Linked DNA regions of Sus scrofa: regions 1 and 3 are each linked to region 2. The links are chromatin contacts, called in public Hi-C maps. All regions are on one chromosome and are shown on one strand. The core of a region is the stretch at or near the end of the contact, and the rest is flanking DNA. Distances in the headings are between cores, read along the strand shown. Region 1 holds the start of LOC106510528 (zinc finger protein 461). Region 2 holds the start of LOC102159768 (zinc finger protein 568-like). Region 3 holds the start of ZNF570 (zinc finger protein 570).

Region 1 (4,535 bases), core at 1,580-4,079, 340 kb after region 2:
GAATAAGAAAACACTAACTTACATGGGCCATGGCTTTTTTTTTTTTTTTTTAAGAATTCAATGTATTTATTAGTTCTTTTCTTGGTTCCACTTTAGAAGAAACTCACATTCCAAAGAAAGCATTGCTGAATGAGAGGGATTAAAAAAAAAATCATGAGATCATCTTGCCTCTGAGCTCCCAATGTGCTTAATTTAGAATGACATTTTCCCTACTTCGTGTCTACTACGCCCAGACCCCATATACACATAAATAAAAGATCAGAGAGATCAAAAAGAAGCTGGATAAATCCCAACCTTACTCAAAACAAGGAGGGAATCCAAATATGGATTCAAGAAAAACTGGGCCCAGGCTCTTTAGCAGGACATATTTAGAGAGGCAGACCAGTGTCCCAACACTGATAAATGGACACAACTGGCCTGCTCAGACCAACCCTGATCAGATTCTCACTGAACTAAGAGGAAAAAGGAACAAAATGGATATTATGAAAAGACAAGGAAATAGAAAATGACTCAAAAGATCTAATGCACATTTAACAGGAATTTCAAAATAGACACTAAAACAACACATAGAAAGGAAGAAATACACAGAACAAAAATTTCCAGGGCAAAATAAATTCTTGAGTCTTTAATTTGAGGTACTGATGAGATTTAAAGAATCACATGCTGGAAAATCTTGTGAAATTTACTCCTCAATACAGAAAAAAGCCCTATCTTTTGTTTGTTTGTTTTTGTTTTTTTTGTCTTTTCTAGGGTGGCACCCATGGCATATGGAGGCTCCCAGGCTAGGGATCTTATCAGACCTGTAGCCACCAGCCTTCAGCAGAGCCACAGCAACTTGGGATCTGAGCCATGTCTGCAACCTACACCACAGCTCACAGCAATGCCAGATCCTTGACCCACTGAGTGAGGCCAGGGATCAAACCCTCAACCTCATGGTTCCTAGTCGGATTCGTTAACCACTAAGCCATGACAGGAACTCCCAAAAAGCCTTATCTTTTAATGAGGAATTACAAAACAATATGTATTGTAGTCCAATCTTTGGAAGAAAAATACTTATGTCCATAAGCATACATGTATTTACATAAGGGTGAAACCGTCTGCAATAAAATGTTCAGAGTGGTTTAAGAATTATAGATAACTTTTATTTTAAAGTAATATAACAAAGGAATTTTTTTTCTTTTTAGGGCTGCACCTGCAACATATGGACATTCCCAGGTCCAGTCAGAGCTACAGATGCCGACCTACACCACAGCCCCAGCCATGCAGGATCCCAGCCATGTCTGACTCCTATACCACAGCTCAAGGCGACGCCAGATCCTTAACTCACTGAGCAAGGCCAGGGATTGAACCCACATCCTCAAGGATACTGGTCAGGTTCCTTACTGCTGAGCCACAATGGAACTCCCATAACAAAGGAATTTTTGAAGGTTAATATGAACATTTCAGGGAAGAAGCAGCACTCAATAATCTTAGACACTTTTTGTACATGCAACAGTGCTATTCTTTTAGCCCATTTGAGGTGGGGTTTTTTTGGTCTTTGTGCCATTTCTTGGGCCGTTCCCACGGTATATGGGAGGTTCCCAGGCTAGGGGTCTAATCGGAGCTGTAGCTGCCAGCCTACACCAGAGCCACAGCAACGCGGGATCCGAGCCACGTCTGCGACCTACACCACAGCTCATGGCACCGCTGGATGGTTAACCCACTGAGCAAGGGCAGGGATCGAACCCGAAACCTCATGGTTCCTAGTTGGATTCGTTAACCACTGCGCCACGACGGGAACTCCCCATTCGAGGTGTTTCTAAGGGGAATGGCAGAAATAGTGAGGCAGAGAAAAATTATGAGATAACAGGCTTTTCCTGCAGCTCAAACTTTGTGTGACTTTTGAGTGTGATATGCAGTAGCCAGAGCCGTGGAGACTACATTTCTATGATTGTGTGAGCTATGTTTCTATGTTCTAGGTCATAAGTTTCTGCTCTATGTTATGTTCTCTATTTCTATGATTCTTGTGTGAGCTCTTCAGATCCTGTGAGAGCTCTTCAGTTGAGGAAGTAGACTAAGTTGGCAAGGGTAGTGCTTGTTTGTTTTTTGGCTGCGCCTGTGACATGTGCAAGTTCCTAGGCCAGGGATCGAACCCGGGTCACAGGAGTGACCCAAGCCACTGCAAGGTGATAGTGCAGTTGGATCCTTAACCTGATGAGCCATAAGAGAACTCCAAGAGTAGTTTTTTTGTTTTCATTACTTGCTGTTGCTATAATATATGTCGCTTTGCCTGAAGTTTTGTGATAATAAACATGGGGTAGCTTATGTGATTTTGGTTTTATGACGCGTGTATGAATCCACAGGTGACTACTGGAATGTCTCCCTAACTACTTCGTTGCGTGGTTGTAAGGGTTTGTGTAAATGTGCTTTTCTTTTATATAAATAAATGGGGCTTACACAAAGAGCCAATTGCAATCATGGTCACAAACACAAACGTCATTTACACATATGCCCATGCACACAATTACACTGTCACAAAAGCATGACTCCAGGAGCTGTCACAACAGCCAAATACACTTAGTCCGGAGACTAATTTCCGTCACACACCCACATCCTAATCCCTCCCTCCGGTTGCTCCTGCACTTAGAAACCTAACACTCCAGACACTCCTCTTGCCAGTCCTGGGGCGACAGGATTCGTTACCTTCAGCATCCTCAGGAGGAGCTCTGGTCCAAGCTCTGACTCGAATTCCAGGACCCACGCAGAGCCCTGCCTACTGAACCCGTCCTGGGAAGCCCTCAACCGCCTCTGCCGCTGACCATTCACCCGACGTTCCTACCGGAAGTAGCTCTGGCGCGCTGTGGGCTCTGGGAAACGTAGTCCGCGAGCAAGGAGCCTGGGAGGCTAGCGAAGTAGGTAGATCTTCCGCCAGACTTCCTGCCGCACCTGCGCGCTTTCAATGAGGCTATGAGAGATGCCACCACCGCCCAACTGAGGGGCGCAAACTCGGATCTGATGCAGAGAGCTTCAGCCTCTGCTGTGCGGTTGCTATGCTGGATGTGTTTTCTGTCCACGTATCCGAAAGCGCGTCAGATCGAGAGGGAGAGGATTATGTGACAGCGAGTGGAGGGTGTCAAGCGTGAGAAAACTCGTATGTGAAAGCGGATGTGGTGCATACTTGTATAGGTTTAGGCGGTGAGCTTGGCCACGCGCAGTGTTTGTGTGGTGGCATAATGTGATGTGATTTAGGTATGCGCTTGAGACAGTGATTGGTTACTCATGATTGCGGGTGGCGCGGTTACACAGGCAATGACCTTGTAACATTCAGTGTGCCAGGTCTACCTGTGACTACTGGGAGGATTTGGCTGTGGCGAGTGTCCGCGGGTGAATTTCACTAGAGAAGGGAGGAAGCTTGTCTCTTAGGACTAGGAGGCACCGAATGGATGAATCACAGATTCCTGGTGAAGGGTGAACTGGTTCTGAGCCTTATCTTGGCGGTGGAGGGGAGGGGGGGGTTGTGAGGTGATACTGTGTGTCTAAGTGTGCATGAGAGACTGGAATTAACTGAGAGGGGTGGAAACTAGTACAGATTAACTGCCAGAAGGGACAAATCTATGGTAAAGATTTTTAACCTTGCTGAGAGGCCAGAAACCCTATCTCTTGTGTGAGGAAATGTATCTGTGAGAACATGGGATTGTGTTTCTTTGTCGATTCTTGATCATATGTGTGAGATGGTGTGCACTTGAGACTATCACTGGGAGAGAGTGTTGAGTGAAACGTACGAAGTTTGTGAAAGTGGTTTGTGACTAGAGCCAAATCTCTGGATGAATTTTATGACAGTGAAAATATATGTTCAGTGAGTGAGTATAATGCTGTGATTTGAGTTTGATATTTTAACTGAGTATGATTGGGTAGGAGATCACATGAGAGATTTGGTAGATACATTTTTGTGTGTGTTAGAAGGCAACTTATGTAAGTTAAAATCTTGATAGAGATAGTGTATATGGTTGTGATTTTATATTAGTAACTACATGAGAGACTGCAGTATTACAAGTGTGTGAGATTGAGTTTACTACCTATAAAAAGACAATGATGGGAATTCCCATAGTGGCTCAGTGGTTAATGAATCCGACTAGGAACCATGAGGTTGAGGGTTCTATCCCTGACCTCGGTTGGTGGTTTAAGGATCCGGTGTTGCTGTGGCTCAGATCTCGTGTTGCTGTGGCTCTGGCGTAGGCCAGTGGCTACAGCTCTGATTAGACCCCTGGCCTGGATCCTCCATATGCCGCGGGTTTGGCCCTCAAAAAACGAAAGACAAAAAAATAAATAAAAAGCAAAATGACCATGACTTTTTTTTTTTAATTTCTGTCATGTGGTAACTGGAAGAATGGTTGATGTTCTTTGGTAGACGTGAAAGATGGTAAGTCTGCTAAACTCTTTAACTTGACCTGTATAAATGGAAGAGTTCTAGGGCAAGAGAACAAAAGTCTAGCTTGAATGATAAGAGTCACAGCCCCTCATTTCTCAGACTTAACCCTCTATACAGACTTAGAACC
Region 2 (4,480 bases), core at 1,902-4,401:
AATTGCGCTGCAGCCACCAGCCTATACCACAGTTCACAGCAACACTGAATCCTTAACCCTCTGAGCGGGACCAGGGATCAAACCCACATCCTCATGGATACTAGTTGGATTCCTTTCCACTATGCACGATGGGAACTCCCTTGTTGTTCTTCTAACATTAGGAAATCTTTTGGCATAATTCTTTGTACACATTTATACTACATTGAAATCAACCTTTGATTTGGAACTTTCATATCTATTATCACATGTTAATTAAAGGAGCAGGCTATTAGATTGAGGTGGATTTAATGCCTTGGTAGCCTGTAGAAGGAAACCAAAACCTAATCAAGCAAGGTCAGTTCACTAAAATCAGAGAAAATAAACATCATGAACAACCAATCACAAACAGCTAACTGAGCTTTACCCGATAAGGCGACTGCTTAAGCTATAGCCAGTCAAGTAATTTCCTTGCTTTGTTTTGGAGACTTCTCTATGAAAATCTCTCCACCAGCTCCCATTTGTTGCGTGTTCTTATTTACTTTCATCTTGATGCTGTCTGATTCAAACTGATGTATACTCAAGTAAACTCCTAAAAAAATTTATGTCTCTTTTTAGCTTTTAATGCAAATGAAACTGATTAGTACTTTTCTTTTGGTCTGTCATTATCAATTTTTATACTAAAGTTAATTACAGAAAATTCCTTCTTTTCCTAGAATCTGAATCAACTAAACATTTAGTTCAAAAATTAGCTAAAACTAGGAGTTCCTGTGTAGCTCAATGGGTTAAGGCTCCAGCATTGTCAATGCGTCGGCTTGGGTCACTGCAGGTTTGATTCCTGGCCTGGGAACTTCTGAATGCCATGGCTGTGGCAAAAAAAAAAAAAAAAAAAAAACAACCCCCCCACACACACATATACAAAAACAAAAAAAACACTAAAACTCAGTTATAACCATCTAGTAACTTTTTTTTTTTTTTTTTTTTTTTTTGTCTTTTTTGCCTTTCCTAGGGCTGCACCTACATATGGAGGTTTCCAGGCTAGGGGTCTAACTGGACTGTAGCTGCCCGCCTATGCCAGAGCCACAGCAACGCAGGATCCGAGCAGCATCTGCAACCTATACCACAGCTCACAGCAACGCCAGATCCTTAACCCCACTGAGTAATGCCAGGGATCGAACCCAAAACCTCATGGTTCCTAGTTGGATTCGTTACACTGAGCCACAACGGGAACTCTGCATCTAGTACCTTTTTAATAGAACATGTTTTAAGACATTTGAATTTCATTACAGTTACTGTTCTGTTTAGGTGTTCTGCTCCTTTTTTTTTTTTTTTTTTTTTCACACAGTCAAGGCATGTGGAAATTCTTAACCCAGGGATGGAACATGCACCATAGCGGGGACCCCAGCTATGACCACATGGGATACTTAACCAGCTGAGCCACACGGGAACTCCCAAGTTTTCTACTTCTTAGTAGAAATCAGTAATTTGAATTTTATTAGAAAATTACAGTTACTTCTACTATGGTTATGAAGTTGCACAAAGCCTCAAAATTGTTTTAAACATAATGTGTATGGTTTAACTTTTCACATTTCTAATGCTTTTGTTTTGAGTTAATGTTTTGTTATTGCTTATTGTATTTCATTTATCTTTTTTTCTTTTTTTTTTTTTGTCTTTTGTCTTTTTTAGGGCCGCACCCTCGGCATATGGAGGTTCCCAGGCTAAGGGTCTAATTGGAGCTGTTGCCACCAGCCTATGCCAGAGACACAGCAACGCCAGATCTGAGCTGCATCTGCGACCTACACCAAAGGTCACAGCAAGGGAGCGAGGCCAGGGATTGAACCCGCAACCTCGTGTTTCCTAGTCAGATTCATTTCTGCTGCACCATGACGGGAACTCCCATTTATCTTTTAGAACCAAATTGAATTTCAAAAAATCTGGCCCACTTTTTTGTTTTCTATAGTTCATCAATTTCAGAATCAATACTGATGTAAGCAGTTTTCATATATTGAGGTGTGGGAAAGTCATACTGGCTTGTACATAATTTGGCCTGAACTTTATATTGTGAGAACAGCCTTGTATCCTGTTTATTATACATTATACACCTTCTTTAACCATTAAAGAAAAAAATGCACGATCCACAAGTAAAGAATGTCCACTTTGAAAATAGGGATAAATGTCTTCCTTCCTATAAGCCCATGCCAGTGCTTCTTCAAAGATAAGATTCCCTTCCCAGGAGTTCCCAGTGGCGCAGTGGTTAACGAATCCGACTAGGAACAATGAGGTTGCGGGTTCGGTCCCTGCCCTTGCTCAGTGGGTTAACGATCTGGCGTTGCCGTGAGCTGTGGTGTAGGTTGCAGACTCGGCTCTGATCCCACGTTGCTGTGGCTCTGGCGTCGGCCAGTGGCTATAGCTCCGATTCGACCCCTAGCCTGGGAACCTCCATATGCCGTGGGAGCGGCCCAAAGAAATAGCAAAAAAAGACAAAAAAAAAAAAGTTTCCCTTCCCAGACACCAAGGCTATACTGACTTGCTGTGTACATGCTAATCTGTCTCTTTTGAAATCTTGAAGGAATGTTCCCATGTCATATTTGATGTATGTTCTTTGTTCTAACAAGATATAAAACTGTGCTAAAAGCCATGCTTCTCTGGAGCAGTTTCTCACAGCTAGGGAGAGGCTAGATCCACATCCCCCGTCTCCACTCTAGTACTCCTGCGCAGGTGGAATAAAACTCTTTTATTCCTTATTGTAGTTTGTTTACTGATTATTTGTGTCCACAATACTTATTCATTTTATATTTAATAAAATTTGGTAAGTAATGTTTTATAATAAGGACATGACAATGGCCAAAATATAAGGGAACGCTCTTAAAGTAAGAAAAAACTCACTAGAAAGTACTGTTAAAAAATATTAGTGTGACTTTCTAGAGATCTTTTTACCTGTGTTTTTTACCTGTATTAACATACTTATAAATGTTTGAAAACCGTATTGCACGGTATATAGTTTAGTATTGGCATCCTATTCCGCACTCAGGGTCGTTGTCCTTGAACCTCCTCAGGCCCTTCCCAGACTCCCCTCCGTCTAAACTCTCCCCGGCCACGTCCCCAGCCCGCTAGTCTGGGACTACATTTCCCAGAAGCCCTCAGGGTGGGCCGGCCCAGCCCCTACCGGGCGTCTCTGAGACTCCGCCCCAATCTTGCTGAAAAGCGGAGACCTGGGGCTACGGCTTTACGGCGTTCCTGACCGAGGACTGCGTGGGATCTGGGAATGAATTTTCCGCCGGAACGCGAGCACCCACTTTTCCCGACTGTCGGTTACATTTCCCAGAAATCTCCACGGTCCACGGCCCTTTCTTACTCTTCGGCGGCCACCTATGCTACCCCGCCCTGTCGGTTCGCCCAGGTCTTCGACGGTGTTCCAGCGTAGCTGGGCGGTCTGGACTGCGTTTCGCTAAAGGCTGGGAACGCTACGCGATTCTGGGCGGAGAAGACTGTTGTGCGGGCCGCCCAGGCTCCAGTAGTTTTCCTCCTCTGGACTACATTTCCCCGAGGGCTCCGCGGTGTAAGCAGCTTTTGGCTGAAAGTGGCTGGCTGGTGGTGAGTTGGCGGGAGTTCGGACGCTAAGGATCGGGACATTCCAGGCGACCTCGCTCACTGGTTTGGGGAGGATTCAACCAGACTGGAGAGAGAGGAGCCCAGAGAAGTGGACGGTGAGGATTCCCGGGACAGGGCTGGGGTCTGCCAGGAGTTTGTTAAGCGTGGTTGACTGTCGGGCTTGTCTGAGCGGCGTGCAGAGAGGGTGGGGTACCTTATCTAAGTAGTACTATGTATGTGTTCGTGTGTGTGTGTCTCCCGCGGTGGATACCTTAGCTGGAGAGAGTGGGTGTGCGCGCGTGCCCCCATTGTGGCCACTTCGCCAACTCTGCCTTTGGGGGTAGAACTGGGAATGGCGCCTTCTTTGTACGTTTTTGGTCGGCGCCGAGTGGGGTCCGCTAGCGAATGTTTGGAGCTTCTACCTCAAGCCCAGATTGATCTCATTGCAATCTCCATCCCAAGAGCTGCACAGCTGCAGCCGCCCACTCTCCATCGTGCTGAATGGCTTTCTCCTGGGGTTGTTTATGGTGTTTGTCCGGGGGTTTCTAGAGCTTTGGGCAGGGAGCCCCTCCTATTTCTATTTCTCTGTTCTTTGATCACCTTGACCCCTGTGGTCACCTAGGATCCAGGCCCCGGGAGGCCTACAAAACAGGAATGTGGGACTCTGATAGGTGGAACCAATTAGAATGTGTCTTGGAGCCACAGATCTGGGCTTGGTGTAAGATACTGGCCTAAAAGAACCCGAAGTCCTGCCCTTAGGGAGGAAGGAGGCTGCAGTCCGGGAGTCTGGCCCAGGACTCCCACCTGTACCCCTAAGACCCCCTGCTCTTCTTTTTCATGAGGAAGGGAGTGGTGGAGTTGCAGGCTTTTAGACTTGGCCTCCTCTGGGCTCCAGGAAGGAACTGTTGTTTCA
Region 3 (4,470 bases), core at 386-2,885, 360 kb before region 2:
TTGAATGAACATTTGGACAGAGACTAGAATGAATAAGTTAGTCTGTATCTGGGGGGACAGCATTCTAGGTAGAGGTAACAGTAAGTGCAAGGCCACGAGTTAAAAGTGTACTTGACTCACTAAAAGGAAGCTAGTGTGGCTGGAACTGAGTGAGTGAGTTAGAGACAGAGCGAGAAAAATTAGATGAGGTTGGAGGGATAGCCAGGGACCAAATATTTACCGCCTTGCAGGCCAGGGCAAGGACTTTAGCATTTATCCAGAATAAGGTGGGAATCCATTGGAGGATTTTAAAAAGTGATGTGATTGGTTACCCAGAAAGGTTTCAGCAGAAGGAAAGTCTGCTCTTTTGAAAAGCAGGAAAATATTTCAGGAAAGAGAAACACTAACTCACCTGGTACATGGCTTTAAGAAGTCCAACAGCCATTCTTTCCTCCCCTTGGCTCTTCACTTGAGAAATGGCACAGCCCTTAGATGAGTGAGATGAAGAAAAGAACATCAGAAACTAGGCTTTCCTTGCAGCATCCAGAATAAGCAGCATAGAATTTTTTGGCTTCTTTTTTCCTCTGTTGCACCCTTCCCTCCAATAGAGAAAGCTTAATAGAGACCTAGGAATCTAATGGCATACAATTTAACCTGTGCCTAAATCACTTCCTAATTTATTATTTTAACAACAGATTTTCTAGATTTTGCAAATAAAGACTGACTCCAAGCAATGTAACTATTTGCATAAAGACACACAGCTAATAAATAACAGCACCAAGATCAAACAAAGGTCTTCCTGACTCCACTTATCTTTCTTTCTCCTCACCAGTAGATCAGTGGCTCTGAAACTTGGTGACACACTTGGCTAGCTTTAATGGATATTGGTGGCACAGTCTCACTCAGTCCCCACTACCCTCCCCGACACACACATACATTCACAAATTCTTAAAAACTACAGCGCCAACCACCATCTTACGAAGATCACAGTCAGCGGCCATGGGTACCGGCAGACTCACACCGTCACCTCTCCCATAACACCCAGCCTCAAATATCAGTGTATCACAACCGATGGTCTCACTCACACACTCCAACCACAAAGAGGCCGAGGATACAGGAACAACAGGGGACAGAGTCCCCTCTCACCCCTACTGACAGTCTCACCTTCTGTGGCACCAACCATCGACTCACACCCACAGTCACAGAAATCTGATGTGCACAGGCATATCGGGTGACAGGCTCACGCACCGTAAGGTATCAATCACCTTCTCACACGAAGAGTCACAGAAAAGGCCCAGGACCGACGTCTGGGTGACCCACAGGCCACTCCTCAACCCACTTCCTACCTGCAGAACTGAACTGCCGGAAGATCGGGTCCCAGCCCGGAAGGCTCCGGCAACCTCCTCTCGGGCCCACCTCCTGCCCTGAATCTGAAGGAACTCAGCCTCCGCGGGCCTGGAAATAAGCGACTCGGCCTCCGGAGGACACAAAGGCGCCAGGGGCCCAGTGCTCGCGGGGGCCTCTGGGAAATGTAGTCCTAACCAGAAAAAGCCTCGGCGCGGGGGATACCAACAGCCACAGGGCGGCTCTGCTGGGGATACGTAACATCGCCCCCTACGCCCCGGCTCCTGCCACAGCGAATTCCCCCTGGCCTTGCCGGAGCGTGGAAGTCTCAATCGCTTCCTCTCTGCTTCAAACCTGGGTCCGCCACAGGACGAGGCCAAGCGTCACGCTAGACGGTTTCGGATTGAAGTGCGCAGGCACTAGGTCTCGGTCCACCTCCCTTAGTAACCAGGCGGAGAATTACAGGCAGTGTGTTAACCGCAGGGGGTCGAGTTGGTGTGTAGGGCCGCCCCTACACAAAGTGGGTGAGGATGAGGTCCCATATTCTGAGAGACGGGAAAAAAAAGTGTGGCGGGGCAGTTGGGAGTGAAGTGCGCAGATGCATTATGTTCCCTCCCGGTCCTACCTCCCACTAGGGCGTTCTTGCCCTGGGAATGAAGACCGGAGGGGAGGGGTCAGGATCTAGAAGTTCATCCCTTTGCGTATGATTCCTGTATTTGTGATTTGGTGACTGTGGATGTGAATGTGTCCCGTCTTCCTAAAATAGATCCTCTGCCGGGTATCTTCAAAGTTCCCTTACTGGCTACATACGGATGTAAATGTCTCCAACAGGTCTTCTCTGATTACACCTCTCCTTCAATACTCCATGACTCCTTAACCTGACTCTATACCCCCTTAGAACAATAGTGTTTATAATTTATTTGTTTTGGTTTCTGTCACATGACTGATTTTGTCGGTTACTGCATGACCTTTTGATCCTGTCGTGTGTGTTGAGAGACCATGCAAAAATCTTGAATGTTGGAGTGAGCATGGTGCATTTCTGTGACCATGTGTGTGATTGTGTTATTTGTGTGTGACATTTGTGAGGTTAACTATAAGAATGTACTATGATAGAAAGTGACTGGTAGAGAGTGGAGTAGGAGTGTATGGCAGACCTTGAGGATCAGACCAATGGGTGTGGGTTTTCTTGAGATCATTTCATAATAATAAGGTAGTTCATCAAGAGAAAATAATCATAAATGTTTATGCACTTAATAATAACATCAAAATACATGAAAGAAAATCTGATAAAGTTAGGAGAAGGAGATAAATCCACAATTATAATCCAGATGTTCCGCTTATACTCTCAGTAACTGTTAGAACAAGTAGGCAGAGAATCAGTTTAAAACAGAAAATTTGAAAAACACTGTCATCGACCTAACTGATATTTACAGAGCACTGCAACCAACAACAGCAAAAAATATTAATTAAAAAATAAAATAAAATGAGTTCCTTAGTGGCCTAGCAGTTAAAGATTTGGCATTGTCACTTTTATGGCTCAGTTTGATTCAACAACAAACAAATCCACAAAAACCCTAATTTTTTCAAGTGCACATGTAACATTTACAAAGATAAAAAATATTCTGGATACTTCACATTGGACAGTCACCTGTGTGGGAAGAAAAGAGGAAGCTAAATTAAATAAAGAAAATATGATTCAGGAGTTCCCATCATGGCTCAGTGGTCAATGAGTCCAACTGGGAACCATGGGGTTGCGGGTTCGGTCCCTGGCCTTCCTCAGTTGGTTAGGGATCCAGTGCTGCCGTGGGCTGTGGTGTAGGTCTCGGCCAAGGCTCGGATCCCAAGTTGCTGTGGCTCTGGCATGGGCTGGCAGCTGCAGCTCCGATTGGACCCCTGGCCTGGGAATCTCCATAGGCCACAGGTGTGGCCCTAGAAAAAACAAACAAAAAAGACAAAAAAGACAAAAAAAAAAAGAAAATATGATTCAACTTCCTTGTAAGTTATTCAATAGTGTTTTTGTGGAATGCACTGGATTATTCGATAAAAATACTGATAAAAAGTATTGATAGAAAAAATATTCTGGGCCACAAAACAAGCCTCTTTCCACAATGGAGTTAAAGTATAAATCAGTTAGCTGAAAGATAATATGGATAATTACCCAATATTTGGAAATGAGCACATTCCTAAGAAACTGCTGGGGAGTTCCCGGCGTGGCTCAGCAGTAACAAACCTGACTAGTAGCCATGAGGTTGCCGGTTCCATCCCTGGCCTCGCTCATGGGTTAAAGATCCAGCGTTGCTGTGAGCTTTGGTGTAGGTCCCAAATGTGCCTTGGATCCTGAGTTGCTGGGGCTGTAGTGTAGGCTGGCAGCTGCATCTCTGATTCAACCCTTGGCCTGGGAACTTCTATATGTTGCAGGTGCAGCCCTTAAAAGCAAAAAAAAAAAAAAAAAAAAAAAAGTCAATTCACCCCAATTAATTTACATACTCAGTACAATCTCAGTGAAAATTCCAGATAGGTTTAAAAAAAAATAGGCAAATTCCTAAAACTCTCCTTGGTGTTTGAAATAAAAGTTTATTTCCACACAAAAAAATTGTACATGAATGGATATAGCAGCTTAAATTATAACAGCCAAAAGTTGTAAACAACCCATGTGTTCTTCAATGAGTGAATGGCTAAGCAAACTGTGGTATATCCACATGGAATTCTAAAAAGAGTGAATTACACATGTAACAAATGTATGAATCTACAGAGAATTAAGTCAATATTCTTTTTTTTTTTTTCTTTTTCTTTTTTAGGGCCACACTTACAGCATATGGAAGTTCCCAGGCTAGGGGTCAAATAGGAGCTACAGCTGCTGGGCTACGCCACAGGTCACCACAATACCAGATGTTTAACCCACTCAGTGAGGCCAGGGATTGAACCCGAATCCTCATGGCTACTAGTTGAATTCATTTCTGCTACACCACAAGGAAGTCTGAAAAAGCCAATATTCTAATTGCATACCTTGTAATTCCATTTACATAACATTTTTGAAAGGTAAAATTATAGAAATGGAGAACAGATTAGGGTTGCCAGCTCTTCAGGAGGGGGTTGATAGAAGGAGGGAAGTGGGTATGGCTGTAAAAGGACAACATGAAGGATTCT

Evidence for each region. Hi-C and Micro-C count contacts between places; a contact is called where the count stands out from the background.
Region 1: a Hi-C map of liver shows a contact between it and region 2, with 4 times the contacts expected there. The contact joins the promoter of LOC106510528 here to the promoter of LOC102159768 in region 2. A contact is called at or near these places in 1 of 5 promoter capture datasets (liver), 2 of 47 Hi-C or Micro-C datasets (heart right ventricle and liver) and 1 of 2 datasets of contacts at active chromatin or transcription factors (alveolar macrophages).
Region 3: a Hi-C map of liver shows a contact between it and region 2, with 4 times the contacts expected there. The contact joins the promoter of ZNF570 here to the promoter of LOC102159768 in region 2. A contact is called at or near these places in 2 of 5 promoter capture datasets (fetal liver and liver) and 3 of 47 Hi-C or Micro-C datasets (heart right ventricle, liver and skeletal muscle).

What each region holds. Positions count from the first base shown.
Region 1 is chr6:45,742,138-45,746,672 of Sscrofa11.1, reverse strand. It overlaps LOC106510528 (zinc finger protein 461), which reads right to left and starts at 2,829. Exons shown (of 4, transcript XM_021097140.1): 1 at 2,683-2,829. The coding sequence starts at 2,691.
Region 2 is chr6:46,078,013-46,082,492 of Sscrofa11.1, reverse strand. It overlaps LOC102159768 (zinc finger protein 568-like), which reads left to right and starts at 3,151. Exons shown (of 6, transcript XM_021097156.1): 1 at 3,151-3,683.
Region 3 is chr6:46,439,722-46,444,191 of Sscrofa11.1, reverse strand. It overlaps ZNF570 (zinc finger protein 570), which reads right to left and starts at 1,635. Exons shown (of 5, transcript XM_013998450.2): 1 at 1,245-1,635; 2 at 392-466. The coding sequence starts at 424.